3 separate regions of the Mus musculus genome follow, and all the other regions are linked to region 2. Evidence: chromatin contacts called from public HiChIP or PLAC-seq data. All regions are on one chromosome and are shown on one strand. Each heading gives the region's core, a stretch centred on a gene start, on an enhancer-like site or on the middle of the called end of the contact. The rest is flanking DNA. Distances are from core to core; before and after follow the strand shown.

Region 1 (3,635 bases), core at 742-3,241, 310 kb after region 2:
AATAACTGCCCAGGGACAAGAGGTGGGGATGGTCCCAGGGAAAGTGAGGATGGGATTCAGGGCCCCAGGCAGAGGACGGGGAAGAGCAAAGTCCAGATGGCAGCTGAGACCTTCTGGCCCTCTGGCAGTAATCTTAAACACGCGCCATGGTTTTGAGACCCATTCACCGATAAGTCAGTATCATTTCCCAGTTTCAAAGACTGATCCCAAACCTCTCCTGGCATCCTTAAATAATGTTTGAACCAGAAGGTGCACTTTCTGTGTTCCAGTTAGCAATTTTCCTCACTCTCTTCATAAGAAGTCTGTGGGCTTGTGAAGAAAGACGACTTGCAGAATGCTGCGCACTGCTCCACACAATCACAGTTACAACAGGCCGCAGGGTTTCATGCAGCACCCTTCCTTTCCTTTGGCTGGTTTCCCATACTAGACCCAAAGCACAACGGTGACCTGATTATTGTTCTATAGATTGAGAAATGAGCACAGGAAGACCTTCATCTCTGTCTCCTCTCTTCTAGGACGGAGTGTATGCTCTGAGTATCTAAGTCCTGCCCACTCTTCATTATAAATTGAAATTACTTTCTGTGAACTGTCCTGAAGTGTCACAGGTTGGCAGCAGTTGCTCCCACCTTAGAATTTCACCCCATGTCCGCTCAAGGCTGCTTATGGTGGTCTCCTGTGGTCGCTACCCTCCTCGAGTATGGAGTTAATTGCATCCGTTCACAGTGTAGCATGGCCCAAAATATGCCAGGCATCTTTGATGACAGAGCCTCCATACCTGAGACTGTGATTTCATCCTAACCCTAACTACTTCATTGTGCTATCATTTGGAGGGGGGGGGGACCCAGCCATAACAACAACAAACCCGTGTTTCTGTCTTTTCACAGATTTGATTTGCTAAGATTTTTTTTAAGATGCACAACAAATCTCCTTGTTTTTTTGACTAAGATTAAGTAAAGAGACACAGCCAAGGATGGGGTGGGGGTGTGTGGCTTAGACAGTAAAGTGTTTTTCTTGCAAGACTGATGACCTGTGTTTGATCCCCCAAGAATATACTGCAAATAGATAAAATAAACAATAAGTAAAAATTTAAAAAGCTGGATGTGGTATTCTGTGCTTGCAATCTCAGGGCCCAGGGAAATAGAAACAAGCAACTCCCCATGATGCTTTGGCCAGCCTCTTAGACTACTTGACAAGTCCCAGATCAACAAGAGACCATGACTCAAAAACCAACCAGCCAAACAAACAAACAAACAAACAAACAAACACAAAGTAGATTAGACTTAAGGATCAGCAGCTGACATTGCTTACTGATCGCTAAATCCATTCATACACATGTGTTTGTACACATGCAAACACACACACACACACACACACACACACACACACACACACACGAAACACAACAACAAACTTGGAAAACAATCTTATCTTGGAGCACTGTTATTTATTGATGCCTTCTTGGCATGGATAGCCTAACCCTAATAAAACATCTCCTCAAGAGATCACACTTAGTAGGTGCACACCAAGGATCACCCTAGTAGGTGCACACCAAAGGCTGGTGGCAAGATGGGTCAGCCTTAAGTCTAGGTAGTAAGAGGCCTGTTATTCAGAAGTGATTTGTGGTTTGTTCTGTCTTGTTGAAATAGGATTTCATATATCCCAGTCTGGCTCTTAATTAATTATGTAGCTCATGATGACACTGAAGTCTTCATAGTCCTGCCTCCACGTTCCAAGTGTCGGGGAGTAAAGGATTGTGTCACGATGCCTAACTGGAAGTAATCCGAAATGAGATAATGTTACTATTCTTTATTATCCAACCACGTCGTCTTTTCTCAGAATAAATTCATCCAAGTATTTGCAGAATACAATTGGAATTATGCAATGTCTGCTGAAGGTATGTTAGTGGAAAATTTTAGTTGTTGAAACTTGGAACACTGCTAGACTAGACCCCAAAGGAAAACAAAGACATCAGGAGTGTTGTAATTTGGAGGAACCTATTGGGAAATGGGATTTTAAAAAATGAATCACTGCCCATCTTACAGACACATGATTATTCGAATTCTTTTTGGAAAATTCCTATTTGTAAACCTGTTGCTTTAAGTGAAAGAAAGTTTTAGAAATTCGATTGTTGAACGTTCTCCACTTGCCCACACATGAGGAAATCTTGCTGTGAAAAAGAGTCATCTTGGCCATTGACTGAATACCCTAAAAAGTGTGATTCTGACAGCCAGTAGTTAACAAATTTACCAATATTAAGGTATAAACACAAATCTATAGCGATGTGCATGCTGTGCAAACGCCAGGACCTGGGTTCTTTTCCGGCGCCCATAGAAAGCTCAAGTGTGGGGGTGGGCATTTGTAATCTCAGCACTGGAGAAGCAGACGGGAGAATCCCTGGGCACGATGGCCAGTCAGCTTCCTCAGTGAGCCTTGGGTACCAGTGAGAGGCTGTCTCTAAAGACAAAGTAGAGGTTCCTGGAGAAAGGTACTGAAGATTGGCCTCTGGCCTCTACACACAAGTACATCCGTATGGACCCACATGTTACAAACATAGTAACACACAAACATGCAAAATACACTAACAAGAAAGCTCTGGTAGTGTTACATGCCTGTAATCTCTGTTCCCTGAGAGTCTGAGGCAGAAGGATCACGATGAGTTCCAACCAGCATCTGCTACACAGTGAGGCAGTACTGCCTTAAAAACAATGAACAAACAAAAATTAATAGAAATGTAAAAACACAATATTAACTATTCTTTTTTCTGATTTATTAAATTTATTTATTTTAATGCCCTGATTTTTTTTAGATGACATTGGATAGAAGAAGCAAATCAAGGCTTTCTAGACAATAATAAAAAAAATTTTAAAAGTTGCATCATTACTAGAACTACTTCCACCAGACAGAGGAGAGGAGGGTCAGAGCTAGCTGCTCCCCATGCAGTGCTGGCTACTCCCCTGCCGTGGGGACCCATTCTTTGACAAGATCTCCAACACCCCCACAGAAGTTTGGAAACAAAGTTCCAATAAGGCGATATCTCTGACCAGGAGGTGTTATTGCTGGAGGCTTCTTATTATTTTCAGTTCACCAGCTCTGGTCCTCATCTGGTTCCCGAAGTCTGAAATGAGAGAACCATTTTCTACTCTCAAAACTTCCTGTCGCAATGTAGAAGATGTCTCCATGTTGACACGATTGTCATTTCAGGCCAAGACAATTTACTAGGAAGACTGCCTGGAGGATCATAGAATGTTCATCCGCATCCTTGGTGTTTACCCACTACATACCAGTAGTGCTTCCCCATGACTGTGTCAATAGGATTGATTTCCCATCAGCAATCAATCACCCAGTTGAAACTATAGGAGACTGAGCTCTGGCGTTGTGTTGCTGAAATGGCTTTCTTCTATGTTGTTGAAGTTGGCTAATATTCCTACTGTGGCTGAGAATTCCCTCTCTCTATCCCCTCCTTCTCCTCCAGAGCCCCCACAAAACTAGAAATAATAACATCTATTCTGATTTGATAGTTCACAAAAGATAACACACGTGGAAATGAAGTTTGCAGCTGCATCTGGTTAGTATGACAGACTCTATCTAGGTCAAAAATTGTATGTAACAACTCAAATGTGGGGGTAAATGAATCT
Region 2 (3,386 bases), core at 557-3,056:
GAGATTAATGTTTTCCTGCCTCTTAGCTGTAATTCTCTGCATACACACCTATTTACCCTTCATCACAGTTAATGAGGCCCTGACTTTCTTCCTCTTGTCTGGCTACCCTGCCCGCCAACTACCCTAAAGTAGCAAAAGAGTAATTTGTGTCTGACGTTTCCCCATCACCATTATTTCCTCATTAGAGGTAGAGGTGGTGTTACTTCCAAGGTGTACACACTGCTGCCTGAGGTTATCACAATTCTCACTGCCAGATAATTCACCTTTCTTACACCAGAAAAACAAAAAGCCGAATGAGGCTAAAGGAAGATGCAAAAAAAAAAAAAAAAAAAAAAAAACCCTACCATATTAATATTTTATTATCTTTCTTTCACTTGTTACACACGTTACTTAGCTTTTTCAATTTCTCTCAATATTGTCAAATTAAACTTTAATCCTAAAAGAGAAATCATAAATTTGACCTTAGTTAACAGGTAAGGATATGATTCTGTTTCAGAGACTCAGTTTTAAGATGAACTATTTTTTTTTTCATAAAGGATTTAAATCCGCTGAAGAAAAAGCAAGTTAAGTGTTCCGTCTTTCAATAACAAAACAATTCCTTATATATTCTAGGGACATGTTATTGAAGTTTCTCAAGTTTGGTGTTTAAACTAAAAGGTAGAAAACAGAAAAATAATGTCCTGGGCTCAAGCCTATATTACTGAGTCTGTCACAGTTTTCCTGGGTTACATTTTAATTTGCTCATGAAGAGGGACCATTCTATGGCTTCCCTTATTTATTTATTTCCTTCTCTAAAACTCGTTGATTCCACAAGTAACAGGGCATTCTTTTGGAAATATCGGTGCTTAACGTGGAACTTGATTTTAGGGTTTTTTTCCTTTTTTTTTTTTTTTAAACCTCAGGCTAACCCAGCCTAGCCTGATGATGCTAAACTAGCCTAGGCTGATGATGCTAACCTAGAATGAGGAAAGCTTGAACACAGGAGTGTCAATTCCATTTCTGTGGGTCTCGGCACCACTGTATACTATTAGCATTTTAGGTTGGACAACTATCTGGGGCAGGGGAGGTGTCCTGTGAACCTCCAGGTATGCGACAGCCGCTCTAACTCACCAAGTGTCAGCGGTACCTTCTCCCCGCGCTTCACAGAATGGCTGTGCTGATAGCCCTTTGAAGGGTGGCACCAGCTCCATCATTACCGGAACCGGCTTCCACTTGCAAGGTTTTTTAGTGACCTTGGGCACGTCCTTCCCGGTCTGGATCCGAGGCGACGCCCCCCTCCCCCCTCCGGCGGGTGACCTCGGCCTCCCCGGCAGGGGGATGGCTCAGGTGGGATCCGTGCCGCGCTTCGTCCCCTCCCTTACCTGGCAGTAGAGCCGATAGAGGGGCACCGCGGCGTAGGAGGCCCCCAGCATGCCCACGGCGGCCGCGGCCACGTAGGTGAGCACCGTCTTGTTCCGCCGCCGCCACTCGTCCTCCTGCGCGCGCTGGAAAGGGTTGCTGCTCCTCGGCCGCCGTGGCGGCTGCGTCGCGGGCCCCCGGACCCCGCACGGGCGCTTCCATGTCCCGAGGCGTCTCAGACCCCGCTCCGCGCCTCCGAGCCCATCCCACCCGGGCCTAAGCACCAGCTCTGCGTTCACCACAGTCCGCCCTGACCACCCGGGCTGCCTCCAGCCCCGGCCACACGAAGCCACCAACCTCCATCCCGGACACCAGAGCCCTCCCATAACCCCCCGGAAAGAATGCCCGCCTGGCGGGGCCGCTGGCGAGATCTCGCGAGACCTCGCGAGTCTCGCGGTACCCGGCTTGAGCCTCCGCTGCTGCCTTGACTACCAGATTCCACAGTTAGCAGTGGCGCTACGGAGGCCGGGTGGCCCGAAGAGGGTAAGTTCGCGTTTTCTTGCTAAGTGACTGTGCCTCGCACTTTTGTTTCCTTGGGATGCTTCTTTAGTTTACTTTGCAGAAAATGCATTTGGGCCTTCGGCGTGCAAGCTCCTCACTGGGGCTTGTATCCCCATCTCCCCAAACTTCGCCAGCCTTTGTCTCGACCTAGCGGCCCCCAGCGGCAGCTCTGCCGCGGGGCTCTCACTTGGGGTTCGCTCAGCCCCGTTGCTTTCCGCCGCTGACTGAGCGCAGGCAAACCAACGTCCCTCTTTCTGGAACACTTAGTATGAGAACCGCCTTTCTCTCCAACACCCCGACCTGTGCATCTTCTCAGCCCCATGGGCAGATGTCTCCCACTGCGCTCATCACCCCTCTGCTGTTTACCCAGCAAAACCATTAGGTCAGACAGCCGCCGAAAAAACCAAGTTTGTTCAGAATAGAGGGACCAGGACAGGAGGGCCTTTAAAGGAGGGACTGAAGGAATAAAGACGTGCATCTTGCAGGCACAGACCCCTGGGAAATACGCTAAAGCTTTCTTCAGTTCTCTAAATGTTCCACAAACAAGGACCAATAAATATTAAATAGCACTGAGAGCAGATTCGGAGGTTAAGCATCAATGAATTTACACAAGTCTTGTCCTTGCATAAGTTTAATTTTAATATGACTTCTCCGTAACCTGATGGCCCTATTTCGTGAATGGAAATCACAGTAATTCAAGGAGGGTAAGAATATAATATGATTTTTGCCATTGCTTGAAGCATAGTAAGAATTTTATAAAAGTTAGGTCATTTCTTTTTCAAAATAATGGTTTGGTTTTATTAATTCTTTGAGGGTATTTTACTCTGTATTTGGGTCATATTCATCCCCTACTCCAGGCTCCTCCCAAAACTACCCCCCCCCCCACATTATTATTATCCAGAGTCCAGGCTGAAGGCGAACTAACTCATTGATGTGTTAGTCTGTGAGTGTGATCGGTGTGATCAATTGCACCATTAAAGAAAACTGACTTTCCTTCTTCCAGAAGCTGTAAGAAGCCAATAGCTCTCTCGTGCCCACCTTTCCACCTCCATAAGCTAGAGCTTATTTCTGATGGCCTCTGTGGGTCTAACTATCCCCACATTGTGGATTGGAACCGAAAACTGGAAGAGCTATCAGTCAATCAGCACGTATTCCTTGACTCTCACTGAGCCATACACCTTTTTAGTTTGCTGGGGACATTCCAAACTAAGTCAGGCACAATCACTTTTGTTATTGACTGCAGCCTCTACTGAAGGACTCAGAAAATAAATGTAAAATAAAGGAATTTCAACTAACAGTGTCTGCTATGAAACTAGCTGATGATGGCATGAAGTCATTGAGAGTGACAATGAGGAGGGTAAAAGAAGGTCTAAAGAGGTAAAAGAAGGTCTTCCTGGGGGTGACATTTGAGCCTACTCCCAAACTGTGAAAGAGCTACCCACGAGACAAAAATCTCACATCGTACACAAGTCCAGAGACAGAAATAA
Region 3 (3,413 bases), core at 788-3,287, 440 kb after region 2:
TAAAAGAACCTCTGGTGGAATCACCATGTCTGACCTAAAGCTTTACTACAGAGCAATTGTGATAAAAACTGCATGGCACTGGTATAGTGACAGACAAGTAGACCAATGGGATAGAATTGAAGACCCAGAAATGAACCCACACACCTATGGTCACTTGATCTTCGACAAGGGAGCTAAAACCATCCAGTGGAACAAAGACAGCATTTTCAACAAATGGTGCTGGCACAACTGGCGGTTATCATGTAGAAGAATGCGAATCGATCCATTCCTATCTCCTTGTACTAAGGTCAAATCTAAGTGGATCAAGGAACTTCACATAAAACCAGAGACACTGAAACTTATAGAGGAGAAAGTGGGGAAAAGCCTCGAAGATATGGGCACAGGGGAAAAATTTCTGAATAGAACAGCAATGGCTTGTGCTGTAAGATCGAGAATTGACAAATGGGACTTCATGAAACTGCAAAGCTTCTGCAAGGCAAAAGACACCGTCAATAAGACAAAAAGGCCACCAACAGATTGGGAAAGGATCTTTACCTATCCTAAATTAGATAGGGGACTAATATCCAATATATATAAAGAACTCAAGAAGGTGGACTCCAGAAATCAAATAACCCCATTAAAAAATGGGGCTCAGAGCTAAACAAAGAATTCTCACCTGAGGAATAACAAATGGCCGAGAAACACCTGAAAAAATGTTCAACATCCTTAATTATCAGGGAAATGCAAATCAAAACAACCCTGAGATTCCACCTTACATCAGTCAGAATGGCTAAGATCAAAAATTCAGGTGACAGCAGATGCTGGTGAGGATGTGGAGAAAGAGGAACACTCCTCCATTGTTGGTGGGATTGCAAGCTTGTACAACCACTCTGGAAATCAGTCTGGCGGTTCCTCAGAAAATTGGACATAGTACTACCAGAGGATCCTGCAATACCTCTCCTGGGCATAGATCCAGAAGATGTCCCAACCGGTAAGAAGGACACATGCTCCACTATGTTCATAGCAGCCTTATTTATAATAGCCAGAAGCTGGAAAGAACCCAGGTGCCCCTCAACAGAGGAATGGATACAAAAAATGTGGTACATTTACACAATGGAGTACTACTCAGTTATTAAAAGGAATGAATTTATGAAATTCCTAGGCAAATGGTTGGACCTGGAGGGCATCATCCTGAGTGAGGTAACACAATCATAAAAGAACTCAAATGATATGTACTCATTGATAAGTGGATATTAGCCCAGAAACTTAGTATACCCTAGATATAAGATACACTTTGCAAAACACATGAAACTCAAGAAGAACGAAGGCCAAAGTGTGGACACTTTGCCCCTTCTTAGAATTGGAAACAGTCACCCATGGAAGGAGTTACAAAGACAAAGTTTGGAGCTGAGACAAAAGGATGGACCATCTAGAGACTGCCATATCCACGGATCCATCCCATAATTAGCCTCCAAACGATGACACCATTACATACACTAGCAAGCATTTGCTGAAAGGACCCTGATATAGCTGTCTCTTGTGAGACTAGGCCGGGGCCTAGCAAACACAGAAGTGGATGCTCACAGTCAGCTATTGGATGGATCACAGGACCCCCAATGGAGGAGCTAGAGAAAGTTTCCAAAGAGCTAAAGAGATCTGCAACCCTGTAGGTGCAACAACATTATGAACTAACCAGTACCCCGGAGCTCTTGACTCTAGCTGCATATGTATCAAAAGATGGCCTAGTCAGCCGTCACTGGAAAGAGAGGCCCATTGGACACCAAACTTTCTATGCCCCAGTACAGGGGAACGCCAGGGCCAAAAAGTGGGAATGGGTGGGTAGGGGAGTGCGGGGTAGGATATGGGGGACTTTTGGGATAGCATTGGAAATGTAAATGAGGAAAATACATAATAAAAATATTTTAAAAAGTAACCACTATTAAAAGTTTTGCAATGAATTCATTCAGATGTTTATATGTGTAAAGTATGAGCATGCAAATACCCACAGAGGAGGCTGTATCACACTCATCCTCACCCTATTATAACTGGTTTTTCTTTTTCTAACAATGTGCCACAGCCCTCTTTCTACTGCACTCCACAAAAAGTGGACTTGCCTCATCCTTCTTTGTTTGTTTTTGAGGCACGAACTCACTTATGTAGCCCAGGCTAGCTTTGATCTTGTTGATTGTCCCTTCTGCCTCTAAGTCTAGAGTGCAGGGATTACAGGCATATGACACCATGAGCTCATGGTCTGCACTTCCTTTTTCAGGCTTGGCATTCTAGTGTATGGATGCACCATATAGGTCCCTGTGTTTCTGGCATGACTCAATCAGGATGCAAGGTTGGTAAATTTAGAGCATAACCTCAGGGCACTTAGGGGAGGGCTGACCTGTGAATGAAAAAGGGTCCTTACTCTCTTACAGAGTATAAGAACTCTGAAAAACTCAGTGTAGCGAATGGAATGGCCAATGAAAAAAAGCCACCCTGAGCAAGTGTGGCCATACACCTCTGTTTAAAAAATACTCTGTGAAACTGGGTAAGATTGAGTTGGAGACCCTGGGAAGTCTTACCAACTGGGAATTTTTTGGCACTCCTACTAGCAAAAGTTGCATTAAGAAAATCATGTTGGGTGTGAATTAGGAAGGCACCATAGAGGCCTGTGTTCTGGCATTAGCAAGCCAGGTACCATGTGGATCAGAGGATTAAAAAAGATCGTGTGTGTGTGTGTGTGTGTGTGTGTGTGTGTGTGTGTGTGTGTGTGTATGTACACATTCATTCATGTATGTGGGTACAGGTATGCAGTTTGGGGGACATCATGGCACATGTATGGAGGTCAGAAGATAACTTCTCTGTCAATCCTTGCTTTCACCTTGTTGGAGGCAGTGTCTCTGCCTCCTGTCCCGCCACAGGAAAGGTGGAATCGCAGGGTATGGCTATGGTGCCAAGCTTGCATGGCTTCTGAAGGTCAGTGCCTTACCCACTGAGCCACCTCCTCAGCCTCCAAGCAGGACACTGATCCTGTCTGCTTGCCATGTACTCCTGGTTTGGACTCATTGACCATGAGAGTCCTCTCTAGCCCTGTCATTGTGCAAGCCAAAGCAAAATGCAACTCTGTCAGCCAGATTAAGGGGATGGACTTGGCAGCTCGTGTTCCCTAAAGAACGATTTTTAACTCTTGGTCTATGCCCTTGACATTTCTTGGGGGTAGAGAGCTTATGATATGGGCTCAGAGTGAGAGAGATGAGCGGGCCAGCAGATCCACCATTCCGTCTCCCAGAAATGGTGCATGAGAAAAATCAGCCATAATTTTTATGCTTTCCCATCTCAGGCATGGTTCAAATAGATTTTAACCACAATTTGGAAAGCTCTGTTGTTGGTACCCAGGGATGCACTCTGTCTGTGTAGGTGAATTCACTTATATTCGGAAAGTGAAA

What was found. HiChIP or PLAC-seq counts read pairs in DNA pulled down with a chosen protein or histone mark.
Region 1: a contact with region 2 is called in a CTCF HiChIP or PLAC-seq map of the NIH/3T3 cell line, with 5 read pairs. The contact joins the enhancer-like site here to the promoter of Stxbp4 in region 2. A contact is called at or near these places in 5 of 39 promoter capture datasets (the HPC-7 cell line, cranial neural crest, hematopoietic stem and progenitor cells and 2 more), 1 of 15 datasets of contacts at CTCF or cohesin (the NIH/3T3 cell line), 5 of 484 Hi-C or Micro-C datasets (the G1E-ER4 cell line, embryonic stem cells, hematopoietic stem cells and 2 more), 20 of 115 datasets of contacts at active chromatin or transcription factors (the NIH/3T3 cell line, the SCID.adh cell line, acute myeloid leukemia and 14 more) and 2 of 9 other capture datasets (adipose tissue and liver).
Region 3: an H3K4me3 HiChIP or PLAC-seq map of bone marrow-derived macrophages shows a contact between it and region 2, with 4 times the contacts expected there. The contact joins the enhancer-like site here to the promoter of Stxbp4 in region 2. A contact is called at or near these places in 7 of 39 promoter capture datasets (the C10 cell line, the HPC-7 cell line, Sertoli cells and 4 more), 1 of 15 datasets of contacts at CTCF or cohesin (the NIH/3T3 cell line), 7 of 484 Hi-C or Micro-C datasets (CD8 T cells, bone marrow-derived macrophages, embryonic heart and 4 more), 13 of 115 datasets of contacts at active chromatin or transcription factors (astrocytes, bone marrow-derived macrophages, cardiomyocytes and 9 more) and 3 of 9 other capture datasets (adipose tissue, liver and pancreatic islet).

The regions. Positions count from the first base shown.
Region 1 is chr11:90,328,712-90,332,346 of GRCm38.p6, reverse strand. No RefSeq gene overlaps it. Among named protein-coding and RNA genes, the nearest start is that of Hlf, 60 kb to the left of the region's middle. Within about 2 kb of position 1,991, at least 8 of the 459 cell types and tissues checked have an H3K27ac peak or open chromatin away from gene starts, as enhancers often do. A contact at or near this core is called in the NIH/3T3 cell line, where this site is marked.
Region 2 is chr11:90,636,528-90,639,913 of GRCm38.p6, reverse strand. It overlaps Stxbp4 (syntaxin binding protein 4), which reads left to right and starts at 1,806. Exons shown (of 18, transcript NM_011505.2): 1 at 1,806-1,881. Cox11 (cytochrome c oxidase assembly protein 11, copper chaperone) reads right to left here and starts at 1,730. Exons shown (of 4, transcript NM_199008.2): 1 at 1,362-1,730. The coding sequence starts at 1,724.
Region 3 is chr11:90,199,870-90,203,282 of GRCm38.p6, reverse strand. The region is part of intron 1 of Gm42089 (a long non-coding RNA gene); the gene reads left to right. Among named protein-coding and RNA genes, the nearest start is that of Gm42089, 24 kb to the left of the region's middle. Within about 2 kb of position 2,037, at least 5 of the 459 cell types and tissues checked have an H3K27ac peak or open chromatin away from gene starts, as enhancers often do. A contact at or near this core is called in bone marrow-derived macrophages, where this site is marked.